Regions from separate parts of the Capra hircus genome. Here region 1 is linked to region 2. A link is a contact called in public Hi-C data. All regions are on one chromosome and are shown on one strand. The core of a region is the stretch at or near the end of the contact, and the rest is flanking DNA. Distances in the headings are between cores, read along the strand shown. Region 1 overlaps GSTO2 (glutathione S-transferase omega-2). Region 2 holds the start of ITPRIP (inositol 1,4,5-trisphosphate receptor-interacting protein).

The links. A called contact is a pair of places that touch in the nucleus more often than the background predicts.
Region 1: a Hi-C map of blood shows a contact between it and region 2, with 2.8 times the contacts expected there. The contact joins the enhancer-like site here to the promoter of ITPRIP in region 2. A contact is called at or near these places in 4 of 5 Hi-C or Micro-C datasets (blood and liver).

Annotation. Positions count from the first base shown.
Region 1 is chr26:26,891,881-26,898,358 of ARS1.2, forward strand. GSTO2 (glutathione S-transferase omega-2) reads right to left here. Exons shown (of 7, transcript XM_005698444.3): 6 at 5,948-6,054; 7 at 3,158-4,541. The coding sequence ends at 4,382. Among named protein-coding and RNA genes, the nearest start is that of GSTO2, 24 kb to the right of the region's middle. Within about 2 kb of position 1,386, at least 4 of the 5 cell types and tissues checked have an H3K27ac peak or open chromatin away from gene starts, as enhancers often do.
Region 2 is chr26:26,855,842-26,862,505 of ARS1.2, forward strand. It overlaps ITPRIP (inositol 1,4,5-trisphosphate receptor-interacting protein), which reads left to right and starts at 2,624. Exons shown (of 3, transcript XM_018041588.1): 1 at 2,624-2,867; 2 at 3,169-3,371.

The DNA of each region.
Region 1 (6,478 bases), core at 136-2,635, 35 kb after region 2:
GTGTGAGGGGAAGAAGGGGCTGAAGGCTAATCAGTGAGAAGCCCCTCGGGCTGGATGGTTGACTGTTTGTATAACTTTTGATAACAAACAGAACCAAGCGGACATAAACCACAGAGGAGCCTAAGGCAGAGTGGTGATGTCCCCTTCCATCAAGACCATTGACTCCGACAGAGGAGGTGTGGACCAGGTGGTACACAAGGTGAGAACTTAAGGGGGAGAAACACCCCACCCCAACCACCAAAGCTCCAACATGGAGAAATGTGGAGGCACCTGAGAGGGGTCCCTGTGACAGTGAACATGCTCCACCTTGGACTTGACCATTTAGATTTAATCCACTCTAACCCAGCTACTCTGCTTGCTGTCTGCCATCAGAAAGGTTTAGAGCTAGAAGGAATCCCAAGTAACCCTTACTCACCATCCCCACCACCCACCCACCACCATAACCACAGCCAGCTATCCTGACCACTCCCCCAGCACTGTGTCAGGATGTAACTGGACTCAGCCCAGATGGGCTTCTGTCCAAAATCGTGAAGAAAAGAAGTCCACGTGACTCCTCTGATCATCAGCTCTGATATTAACATCATCTATGACAATGAGGCTCTTTCGGTGTGGTGGTTTAAACTATTTTTTTCTAATTTGCTGGACATAGAGAACAGATTTCACCTTAAATCCACAGTTCAACATGCTTTTATAAGATATTCTCCAATTATCAAAAGTGGTTCTCTCTGGGAGGTGGGATGATGCACAACCTCCTGTTTCTCTTTCACTGAAATTTTTTTAATCCTGATGTATTATTTCTCCCTCTCCTACCCCACCAATAAAATAAGTGGTTATTTTGAAAGCTCCTCATAGAGGCTTATTTTAATTGTCTCTTTTCTCCAGGCTAAATGAGCCTAGTTTCATCCAGAGGTCCATAATTCAGATCCGTCTGTGGCTCAGACAGATGACATAAAGCAATGAGAAGGAAGTCGTCGAAGGCCCAGCCTGCGCACTTCCCCATGGGTACTCTCCTCCATCCTTTATTTCCTGGTTCTCCAAGCTTTCTAAATTAGCACTTGGAGCCTCAGAAGAGAACATCTTTGGTTTTAGCCATCCAGCGACAGGCCTTTGTTGTCTCAACAGCAGTCTCGGTCCCGTGCCAAATGCTGGCCAGCACACAGGATTTACACCCGCAAAGATGACCAGTCCCTGAGTCCCAGGAGAGCCACGGAAGCCGAGCAAGCATCCCAAGGAAATGTGACTCGCAGACCTCACTCTGCGTTGGCTCAGGCACCATGGCAACAGAGCACCCCATCCTGAGCAGATGGCACAGCAGACTGCCCGGTCACATGGTGCCTGCTCTGGCAGACTGGCTACCTCCCTGAGCTGGCTCGCTCTGTCCAGCTGGCACGGAGTCACACTGGTAACTATTTACATGAGTCAAAATCCACCCAGTGGCAGCAGATGGCCAGGTCAGGATGAGACATGGGGAGTAATGGGCGGGTTCGGGCTGAGTCAGAGGAGAAGTAGCAGACAGCTCCTCCGTGGGCACTGACAAGTCTGAACATCGCTCCACACCACTCCTGCCACTGCCTGGTCTCAGCGTGGCTAGAGGCTGGGAAAAGATCCCACGTGAACAAAGCAAATGATCACAGGCTGATCCTGAGACCCTGAGATAAAATGGTGCTGGCCAGGCCTGTCCCACTCCTAAGGTACCTGTCGTCACACCTGGCCATCCTCTGGGGCTCCTTATCATCTTTGGAGGAGGGCACATCTGGACAGAGCCCGCCGAGGTGCCATGCCTGGCCAGTGGAAGCATTCCAATATCTTGGTGTGGCTGCCCTGGAGAACAAGTGAAAATTCCTTTAAAAGCTAAAAACAGAGTTACCATATGATCCAGCAATCCCACTCCTGGGCATATGTCTGGGAAAAATGAAAACTCTACTTCGAAAAGACACATGCACCCCAATATTCATAGCAGCACTATTCACAATAGCCAAGACACAGAAGCCACTGAATCATGGACACTGGCACGCTGCAATTCACGGGGTCTCAGAGCCGGACATGACTGAGCGACTGAACTGAACTGAGATATATATATATATATATACCACATGTCGTTTAGTTGCTCAGTGGTGTCTGACTCTTTGCAATGCCATGACTGTCAGGCTCCTCTATCCATGGGATTTCCAAGGTAAGAATACAGGAATGGGTTGCCATTTCCTTCTCCATGGGATCTTCCTGACCCAGGGATCGAACTCACGTCTCCAGCATCGGTAGATGGAATTTTTTTTTTACCACTGAGCCACCGAGGAAGAGTAATGAGTAATATTCAGTTCAGTTCAGTTCAATTTAGTCGCTCAGTCGTGTCTGACTCTTTGTGACTCCATGAATCGCAGCACGCCAGGCCTCCCTGTCCATCACCAACTCCCAGAGTTCACTCAAACTCACGTCCATTGAGTCCGTGATGCCATCCAGCCATCTCATCCTCGGTCGTCCCCTTCTCCTCCTGCCCCCAATCCCTCCCAGCATCAGAGTCTTTTCCAATGAGTCAACTCTTCGCATGAGGTGGCCAAAGTACTGGAGTTTCAGCTTCAGGATCATTCCCTCCAAAGAAATCCCAGGGTTGATCTCCTTCAGAATGGATTGGTTGGATCTCCTTGCAGTCCAAGGGACTCTCAAGAGTCTTCTCCAATACCACAGTTCAAAAGCATCAATTCTTCGGCGCTCAGCCTTCTTCACAGTCCAACTCTCACATCCATACACGACCACTGGAAAAACCATAGCCTTGACTGGATGGACCTTTGATGGCAAAGTAATGTCTCTGCTTTTCAATATGCTATCTAGGTTGGTCGTAGCTTTTCTTCTAAGGAGTAAGCGTCTTTTAATTTCATGGCTGCAGTCACCATCTGCAGTGATTTTGGAGCCCAGAAAAATTAAGTCTGACACTATTTCCACTGTTTTCCCATCTATTTCCCATGAAGTGATGGGACCAGATGCCATGATCTTCGTTTTCTGAATGTTGAGCTTTAAGCCAACTTTTTCACTCTCCTCTTTCACTTTCATCAAGAGTCTATTACTCAGCCGTAAAAAGAATAAAATATTGCCATTTGCAGCACCATGAATGGACCTAGAGATTATCATACTAAGTGAAGTAAGTCAGACAGAGAAAGACAAATACTATAGATCACTTGTGTAAGGAATTAAAAATGCAATACAAATGAACTTAGTTACAAAACAGAAACAGACTCAGAGACACAGAAAACAAGCATGGTTACCAAGGGGGAAATGGGGGAGGGATAAATTAGGAGTATGGGCTTAGCAGATACATGCTGCTAAACATAAAATAGATAAACCATAAGGACTACTATATAATACAGGGAACTGTGTTCAGTATCTTGTAATAATCTATAATGGAAAAGAATCTGAAAAAGAATATGTATATATAACTGAATCACTTTGTTGTATACCTGAAATGAACACAACATTGTAAACCAACTATACTCCAGTTTAAACAATCTTTTTTAAAAAGAGAAGCCTTCCCACTACAAGGCAAGCAGCTCCAAAGCTCTAGGTTTAAAATCTCAACCAGGAAAAGTGAAGAGATCAGGAGCTCTGGTGTTTTTGTCATCCTTATCACTCACGCGGCCCAGGCTTGGTACACAACAGGCAATCAGGGGCATGTGTTGGGGTAAATTGAAAGCATCTGTGACGCAAATCCAACAGAATGACCTTTGCCTGAGACCGGGTTTAGGGTATGTGTAATTTTTCAAGGCAGGATGTCAACTCTAGAACATTTTGTGAGCCATTCTGAGCGCCAAGAGCACCGGTGATATTCTGACGTCATTAGTCCAGGGTGATACTGGGTGTTTCATTTCCTGCTTTGGAATTCTTTCCGTCACAAGACCTCGGTGTCTCCCAGGCCCACAGCCAAAAAGCTGGAGCCAGAGAGAGACTCATGCACGCCCACAAGGACTGCAGCTCTCATCTGCCAAACAGAGAGTATGTGGACCTGAAGTGCTTTCTTCCTTCTCATCTCTCTCACCAGGAAGATATGCAGGGTACCAATCTGTAGTGACAGCATCAGTGATGGGGCAGCGGCCTTGAACCTCAGCATCAGCATCAGCACCAATAACCTGGAGGTCAAACTGGGGCAAAGGTCATCAAGCTGGGAGGCACACGGTCTCCCTAAACATCTCTGGACATTAACACTGAGATTTCTAGAGAAGCACTAGATGCTACAGGCTAGAGGAGTCATAAAATGATTATCAGAAATGATTCTGTCTCCACGTTTATTTGGAACCTGAAAGAAAATGAAGAGAGACTGACTGCCCCACCAAAAGAAGTGCAGAATCAAGACAGGCTTGGGAATTCTGGGTGGTGAAGGGGTGGACTGCAAGGCTCAGCAACTTAGCCCGTAGTCAAAGGCACCGGGGTTGTTCTGAAAATAGAGATTCAAGAAGCCCAGGAAGGTGTTCTTATCTGTGAGAAGAGAACAGACTGTGGGATCCTGCTTCATGGCTGCAATCCAGAGCCGGAGCGCAGGGGTGTGGTTCACACAGCTGCAGGACAGGAGAGAAGCGTTAGCCGGTCTGCAGGTGAAGGGGATGCAAGTCACTTTTTAGACTACAAGCTACAAGAGATGAGTTTATTGGGGCAACAGAGCTATCTTAGTTACCTTCCTATCAACTGAGCACAGTCACTTACTGGAGGAAAATCTGACTTGAAATGGCTGTGTGTCTTTAGAATCATCAAAGTTGTTGTTTTTAACCCTGCAGCTAAAATATTTGTGGACTGAGTGCTCTGGGGAAATAAGGTATCTGTTTTTCACTGTTTACCAACAAAAAGACACATTCTTCAGTCATTCTCAGATTGTACTTTTGGGGAATTGAAAAAAAAAAAGTTTGCAAGAACACATTTTTAAAGAAATGAGTAAAACAATTATGAAACCTTGAAATAACGGAGCTGACTGGGCCCTTTCAGGGACTGATCAGGACGTGTGGGTCTCAGATCTGTAGCGACCTGCCCAGACAGTAAACTTGTTAATGGAAAATCCAGGAGGAGAGGGTTCCTAATGTGTGGTTCAAGCTCTGTCCCCAGAGGAGACAGGTTTTGGCGAGGTTTATGTTCTGACATGGTTTAAAACATCCAAGTCTGTGACATCTGACCTGCCCCAAGTGAGGAGCTCATAAGATGAATCCTGGGTAAACTCAAGCGTGTGCATTATAAAATCCAGACGCAGTTCCACCTCGGTAGGACTGCATTCCCCAACACCAGAATGGTCCAGCACCAACCATGTGACCGGCTGGTGTGAGAGCAGGGCCAGCACAAGTTCAAGTTCTCCCGTGAGTGTCGTGGGAACAAAGCACGTGTCTGTGCGGGGCCCCTGTGTGGTCTCCCTGGCCTCCAGGGCAATTTCTTCTACTTGAAGCATCCCTACACCCGTGTGGTGTGTGGCCGGCCATTTTGTTTCTCTGGTATCAAGCATATATGACTTCAAAAATCATTTGTTTTTTAAGGGTATGCCTATCTGGGGAAAGATTCCTCCAGTAACTAAGGTGCCCTATAAGGGATGTGAGGTCCACAGGGTGACACTCCTGGGCCAGGTAGAGGGCCACCGACGGAGCTGCAGACAAGCCACCAAAACACTGTGACTGAGGCCGTCCACCTGCTTCTGCACTCACCACCGGCTATGCTGGATGCTGGGCAGGACAGCCGGCGGCTCTGAAACACTAGGGAGGCTTTTGGGTGCAGTCTTAGCAGCAGCAACATGGATGAAGTGTGTGTCCGCAGTCAGTGCCACAAGAGCACAGGTGCATTTTGAGCAAGGAGGCACACAGTTTAAAGCTCTACATTCTACATTCACGAGAAGCATGTCCAGAGGAGGACAGATGGCACAGAGATCATCTGAAGCACTGCTACCCAGTGTGACCCTAGGAATCTATGACCATACAGCTTAATGTCTTACTCGGCTATTCCATATACATCCAGCCGCTCAAACCAGGGCCAAAAGAGGTAATCAATCATGGATATACAATCTCCGCCAAAGAAGACGGTGTTCTGGTAGCCAAGAATCTGGAAGTTTAAACAGAGCAAAAGCAAGTTAATTAACCCATCTGCTAATGTATTTATAGGCACTAAATACAAATAATCAAATTAATTCCCAAAGAAGGAGACCCAAGGCTTGGCGTCGTCTTCCATTTGGTTAGGTGAATGCTTCTTCCCTTTTTCTGAGGTTTCTTCCATCTCCTTTAGGGTCTGTTCTCCAGGCCACACTTACCCCTGCCCTCCTTTCAACACTGGAGTACCCCACCGACTCGTCTGATGGGAGGATTTGGAAGAACAGCCCTGCCTCTCTCAGCCTAGAACAGGCTACTCCCTGTTCTAAGCTTTCTAGGGCTCAGCCCCTAGAGAGGGGTCCCTGCCTCTGACCAGCACTGCGCATTACTGGGAGGGAGGGGCCACATAAGGAACCTCACTTTTTGTGGTCGTGCCCCCC
Region 2 (6,664 bases), core at 1,374-3,873:
CCTTAGCCATTTGTGCTTATATTCATGTCAAATAACCCTATTTGCCTTTGAGTTCCTTCTTCCTGTCTCACACCTAGTAATCCCCCTTTCTTTTTTTCAATTATTGATTTTTGACCCAGCATTTCTGTATTCAGCAGAGGTTCCCTGAATTCTCAGCCCCTCACATTCCCAGAAGATGAATCTTTGCACATTCCTGTCTTTTTAAAATATGTATTTTTAAAACTTTACTTACTTGGCTGTGCCAGGTCTTAGTTGCAGCATGCAGGAATCTTCATTGCGACATGCAGGATCTTTTTTTTTTTTCACCTGTAGGATCTTTTTTTTTTAACTTGGGCTTTTCTGGTAGCTCAGTGGTAAAGAATCTGCCAGCCAATGCAGGAGACATGGGTTTGATCCTTGGGGTTGGGAAGATCTCCTGGGGAAGGAAATGGCAACCCACCCCATTCTTGCCTGGGAAATCCCTTGGACTGAGGGGCCTAGCAGCAGTCCATGGGGGTAGCAAAAGAGTTGGACCAATTTAGCAGCTAAACAACAACTCAGGATCTTTAGCCGTGGCATGCAAACTATTAGCTGTGGCATGTGGGATCTAGTTCCCTGAGGAGGGATCCAACCAGGGCCCCCTGCACCAGGAGCTTGGAGTCTTAGCCACTGGACCACCAGGGAAATCCCTGTACTTTCCTGATTTTAAAAAACCTTTCTAGAATAAGCACAAGGTGCTATGGAAACTACATGGGGAGAGTGTCTAACCCAGGCTTGGGGGTTCAAGGAAGACTTCCTAGAGAAGAAATCACCTATTCAGAGACCTTAAGACTAAGCACACATTCAGTTCAGTTCAGTCGCACAGCTGTGTCCGACTCTTCGCGACCCCATGAATCGCAGCACGCCAGGCCTCCCTGTCCATCACCAACTCCCGGACATTAGCCATGCAAAAAAAAAAAAAAAATGTGTGTGTACATCGGGGATGATAGGTTGGAGGAAAAGGTGGCAGGCGTGAAGGTTGCAGACAGAAGATAAGAGTCCATGTGAACATCCAAGGGGGGAAAACAAACCTCAGATCACATTCAGAGAAGCACAAGCTCCAAGAACTACAAGAATTTTGGTGTGGACAATGGAATGAGATATGTGCTTGGTAAGATAAGTATTAAGAGAGGCCAGTTCATGAACGACTCATGTGCATAGATAGGAAAGTGGACTTAACGCTGAGAACAGAGTGGTGCTGAAGGTGACCATGAGGTCTCGGAGAGTGAAATCAACAGGCCTGAAAGAAAAACAAATGTAATAGATTTGTTGCCCCTATCAGTAAATAGCAACCACCATTAGAAAACGCTGAAACAACTTTGCATATAGCACAATCCCAGAGGGCATTCAAGCACTGTTCTTGGCATTCTACCGTACATAATATAACCCTGATTTCTACCCCAAGGATTACAAGGCAGGGTAGTGCTGCTCAGTCCAGGGTCCCCACCTCCCAGGAATTTCCCCCCCTACTTGGGGGATGGGTGGGTGAATACCTCACCCATCCAACTGGCAGACATTTTCAAAATCACCACCCTTTCAGGAAGGTTTCCACAGATCATCCCATTCCTCACCTCTTCCCAACAGCCCTCCAAAACTCTACTATAACTGTCTCTGATATAAGGAAAGAACTGTGAACAGCAGCAGAAGCTTGAAAACAAGAGTAACCTGGGCCAAGGGCCAGGGGGTCTATTTTTAGAACTTGTTCTCATTGCCTGTTTATCTTTCAGACTCAGCCTAATGTCTTCCAGGCGACTGTGAAAGTTATTTGGCTGGCTTGCGGAGGAGAGGAAGAAGGTGATCTAAAACCAAACAGCAGTGGCGATGGTGATAATCATTCAGACAGTGTGTTCTCATAATTTCCCCCAATGTACCCTCAGTGGCCTTTAATTCCTGCAAAGCCACTTACCTAGGATTTATTCAAGCCCTTCCCAGCCACTTCTAATAGCTGTGGAATTTGGGCAAGTCACAAAGTGAAGACAGTTATGGATTTCATAACCCATCAAGTCTGACCAGGGTACTTACAGTCCGTCCTGGCCTCAGTTCCTCCTAAAATAGTGGTCTAACATCCCATCTGTAAACACGCTTTGGACACTAAAGCGCCCTCTACAGATGAAAGTATTTAGTAATGAAGCTCCTTTGTGCCTAGTTACTCAGGAAAAGGCAAAAATGCATTCAATTATCACAGAATTTGGTGAGCTATTTTAATCCACTTAGAAGTCGAAAAGAAGGACCAGCGTTGTGCTCGACTCATATTTCCTTCCAAAGGACAAAATAAGTGGCCCCTGGAATTCCACCGCTTGTAAAACGCGCCGCGGAAAACCCTGTGTAGGCGTGCAGGGACTTAACTCCTTCCTTTCCGCCCGCCCAGAAGGACTTTTAAGGGCGTCTTCTCTTGACTCCCTGTCCATTCGCTCCAGTTTAAATCCAGCAGCCAGATTCCGTCTTGCGCGATCACCCTCCAGTTCTGCTGGCCCCTATGGAGTTTCTGGGGTGGTCGATGGGCAGATTTCCGCGGCGGACCGTGGGTCAGCCGCCCCCTAACCCTCACGGTCCACCTTAAGGAGCCTCCGCGGCAGGGAGGAGAGGCGGGTGTTTTGTTCTTATAAGGAGGAAAAGTTTCTTTGACATCTAGGAAATGAGTAACTCTGCAATCCTCTAGAGCCCGGCGGATGGGGGCCAGAAGGCGGGATCCGGCCGAGGTATCGCCGCCCCCGTCCCTCTAATTGTCGGGCGGGAAGCTCAGCCGCAGCGGCGGCCAGCCAACGGATTCCGGGGCCCCCGAGACCCGCGAGCGCAGCCGGGACTCGCGCGATCCCTCCCGCCTCCGGGAGCGGGAACCGAAGCCGAAGGTAAGTACTGGGCCCGCGGCCGCGAGGCTCTGCGTCCTCCCGGAGCATCTCGTGGCCTGGAAGGGAAAAGAGGGACCAGGCGGAGCTGCGCCGGAGATGGAGGCGGATTGGAGGGGCGCGCCCGCTCTGCCCCCCGGGTTGGGACTGACTTGAGGGACTGGGATACGGCGCCCGAGCACAGGCGCGGGTTGGGGGGAGGCTGTCCTCTCCCTCTTCGCGCCGTGCGGGGTCCTGCATCCCAGCCTCTCCTCTCTGGCTTCTCCCCGGCCGCGGAGACCCCAGTGAGCGCTGCCCGTTGCAGCCCCGCGCGGCGGCAGCGCCTCCTCCCGGCCCACCGAACCGCGATGCCGGAAGCGGGACCACGTTGTTGTTTCTACCGCCCCGAAGATCCGTTACTTTGGACCGTGTGAGCAGAGCTCTGGAGCTGAAAGAGTAGTCGAGTCGCCCTGCTTCTTAGCCAGCTCCCTTCCATCCTTCCTTCCCCCTCCTGGAAGGAGAAAGTAGGTATGAAGTCTTTGTTGTCTAGTTTAACGTAGTGAAGCCATGAGGTTGCTGGAGGCAGGATGAAGCCCCCGCCGCTTCCTCTTTCTGGGCTATTAGTGGAGGAGACCCCACGCCGTGCAGAACTTTCTCTTGGGGCTGCTGCTAGTCTCCATCTGCCCTCTAGTAGCATCCCAGACCCTTTTCCAGAGTTTCCAACTTCCTGGCTGCGATTTGGAGGAACTCGGATGCCCCAGGACTGGGCTTCCCATCCAAAACGCTCTTTTTCTTTAAAAACAAAAGTGCTGTGTCCCAGGAAGGGCAAGTATTTTACTGAACCCCTCAGGGACCGCACTTTGCCTTTTGCTCCTCTGAAAGCTGTGAGAACCATCCCTCCTTACACTCCCCCTCCTCCCCAAAACTAGAAGAGTACCAAGTACTGGTGGATCCTGGACCCTGTCCTTTTGAATCTAAATCAGTTCAGAGTCCTAGTTTGGTAGGGAGGAGGGAGTGGGGAGGTTCTTCCTTTGGATTTGACCCAGGGTTCTTCCCTTTCATAAACTAGTTCTACTGCTGAGTGGCTGCCAGGTAAAGCAAACCTGTGCAGGGTGCAGTCCCAGGTCCAAGCCAGCCTTGCAAAAAGGCCTGGGCACAGGTAGAATTGCTGCCATCCACCCCTCCTTTATAGCATATTGGGCTGTGCTTTCGAGTCCTCTCTCCAGCCTACAAGCCTGAAGTGGCTTTCACTGTTTGCTGATTCCCTATGTGCTGCTGCTGCTCCAGGCTGTCCTGCTCTCACATTTTCCACTTGTGGGTAACCATAAAGTGGTTAGGCTGACTCTAATGGAAAGAGTTTTGTGCAAGTGCCATCCTCCAGCTCGGTAATTTTCAAAGATGCAGTTTCAGGCTCCAACTTTCGGGTGGCAAGGATTTGAACTTTTAACCTCATGCCATCAGCCCAGAAGCTGTCACCAAGAACGCCTCCCAGCTCCTGCACCACACATGAGAAGAACAAAGATGAGAGTTTGTGGGTGAACTTTTTATCTGAGGGCAAAAAAATGGAGGAACTTCTGGTAGAGGCTTCTAGCAAAATTGCCCACCTGAGAAGGTATTGTCTGGGAGGAACCTGGTCTTGTGTTTTTTTCTTCCTTGGACCCCCTTGGGATCAATAAAGGGAAGAAGATGGAGGATTGTCTGGAGGAGAAGTATCTCTGGGTGGAGGGCTGGAGTGCACAGCCCTGTTCTCACCTGTCCACAGGGGAGAGGTGGAATGCCTGAGAGTTGGGAGGGTGTTTCTTGTCGGGGAGAAGGGAATGACTGGCAGTATTTCCTCCAGAGATGAGAAACCTAGGGGAAGGTGGGTCTGGCCTTCAGGAGTTTCCAACTTTGTCACCCGAGAGAAGGAGGAGACTTGCTCTGTCTGGCCTCAGAGATTCACAGGGTGGGAGAAGCAGGAGATGGATTTTACTGACTCAGAAATCAGGAGGAACTTGCTGACAACTGGGGCACCTCAGTAGTTAAGGCGCTGCCGTCACTGTCAGGAGACAGGTGGCCATCGACAATAATGAAGGAGAGTGTCCCTCCAGAGTCCAAGACTCTGTGGCTCCATGTTTGGGGTGCAGAGTCCCCTCAATTGGAGGGCAGCCCTGGGGGGCCCTTGGGGAAAGCTTTACCCCACGAGCCTGCTAAGGGAGGGGTAAGTGCTCCAGATGTGCTGGACAGCTGAGGAGCAGGACCTTACTTGTGGCTGGGACTAATCTTGTCTTGCTAGGGAAAGGGATGTAGCCAGGAGAGTGCCAAGAGCTGACAATAGTAACCTCCAAGACTGCTGCTAGCCTGTTCCATCATCTGCATGAATTAGAATAAGGTGCTTCCTCTTAACAAGAAGATGGCACCTTGGTATCATTTAAAAACAGAGACCTCATCTGGGTGGACAGAGCCAAGGCACATAGCTGTGCAAGCTGGCATGTGAGCTTGATTCATCCTTTCCACTCTCCCAGCCAGGTGTTCTTGAGCAGTATACCACCCATACAACCGTACACAGCAGCCTGATAACCAATTATTGAGGGCTTAACATTTGCCAGGCTTTTTTTTTTTTTTCCCACCAAAATCACTTGGCCTGTATTAACTCATTTAATCTTCTCAGTAGCCCGGTGACATAGGTATTGGTATCCCCACTCTATAGCTGAGGAAACTCAGTCACAGAGAAGTATAGTGTTCAGAAGCCTGAAAGTCACTGAGCATTCACAGAACAAGAAGCAGGTGAAGTTTCAAAAGCTAGTTTGGTTGAGGCCCCTCGTGAGAAAGAGATAAGAGCGATTGCTCTTTATCAGAGGAAGGAAACCCACTGTCAGCTCAGATGGAGGAAGATGGAAAACTTACCTGGCAGCTGAAGGAAAGGAAAGAGAGGCAGGGCTGGCCCAAGCTTCCGATGTCTTTCCTTTTTAATCACTGGGCAGTGTGACATTGCACATCCAGTCTGGGGCCTGTCCTGAGGATGATGAGTAAGTGCTGCCTGGGTGTGGTGCAGAGGAAAGGGGCCATGCAGGGTCCCTGACCTGGGCAGAGAATGCCTGAGGGAATGGAGGATGGAAGAAGTATCTGAACACGCTGTCCTGACACTTGCAAGCTCTACAGCCCCTATCCCTGGCCAGTGCTGCTCGTCTGCCCTTCCCAAGCTCATCCAGAAAGACTTTCCAAAACTGCATTTCACAGCGCTGTGTGTATGATCACTTCTTTTTCACCCTAAGCATTATTACAGCACTTAATTAGCTGGAAAGGAGCATTTTACTATCTACTGTCTATGGTGCTGCTGCTGCTGCTAAGTCGCTTCAGTCGTGTCCAACTCTGTGCAACCCCATAGATGCCCATGAGGCTCCCCCGTCCCTGGGATTCTCCAGGCAAGAACACTGGAGTGGGTTGCCATTTCCTTCTCCAATGCATGAAAGTGAAAAGTGAAAGGGAAGTCGCTCAGTCGTGTCCAACTTTTAGCGACCCCATGGACTGCAGCCTACCAGGCTCCTCTATCCATGGGATTTTCCAGGCAAGAGTACTGGAGTGAGGTGCCATTGCCTTCTCTCTCCATCTACTGTCTATAGACAGTATTTTAAACAATATAGACTTCTCAGCTAATGGGAAATTCATCATGGCCTTGGAAAGGGTTGACTGGTGCCTAGCCGATTTCCCATGTCACGTGACCTTTCCCAGATTCTGGCTCTTAGCTGCACACATTCAGAAACCCTGTCTCCACAATTTTCAGAACAGTCTGGACTTGAGCTACTGAGTCATCTACAGAGAGCTCTTGTACACTACAAAGT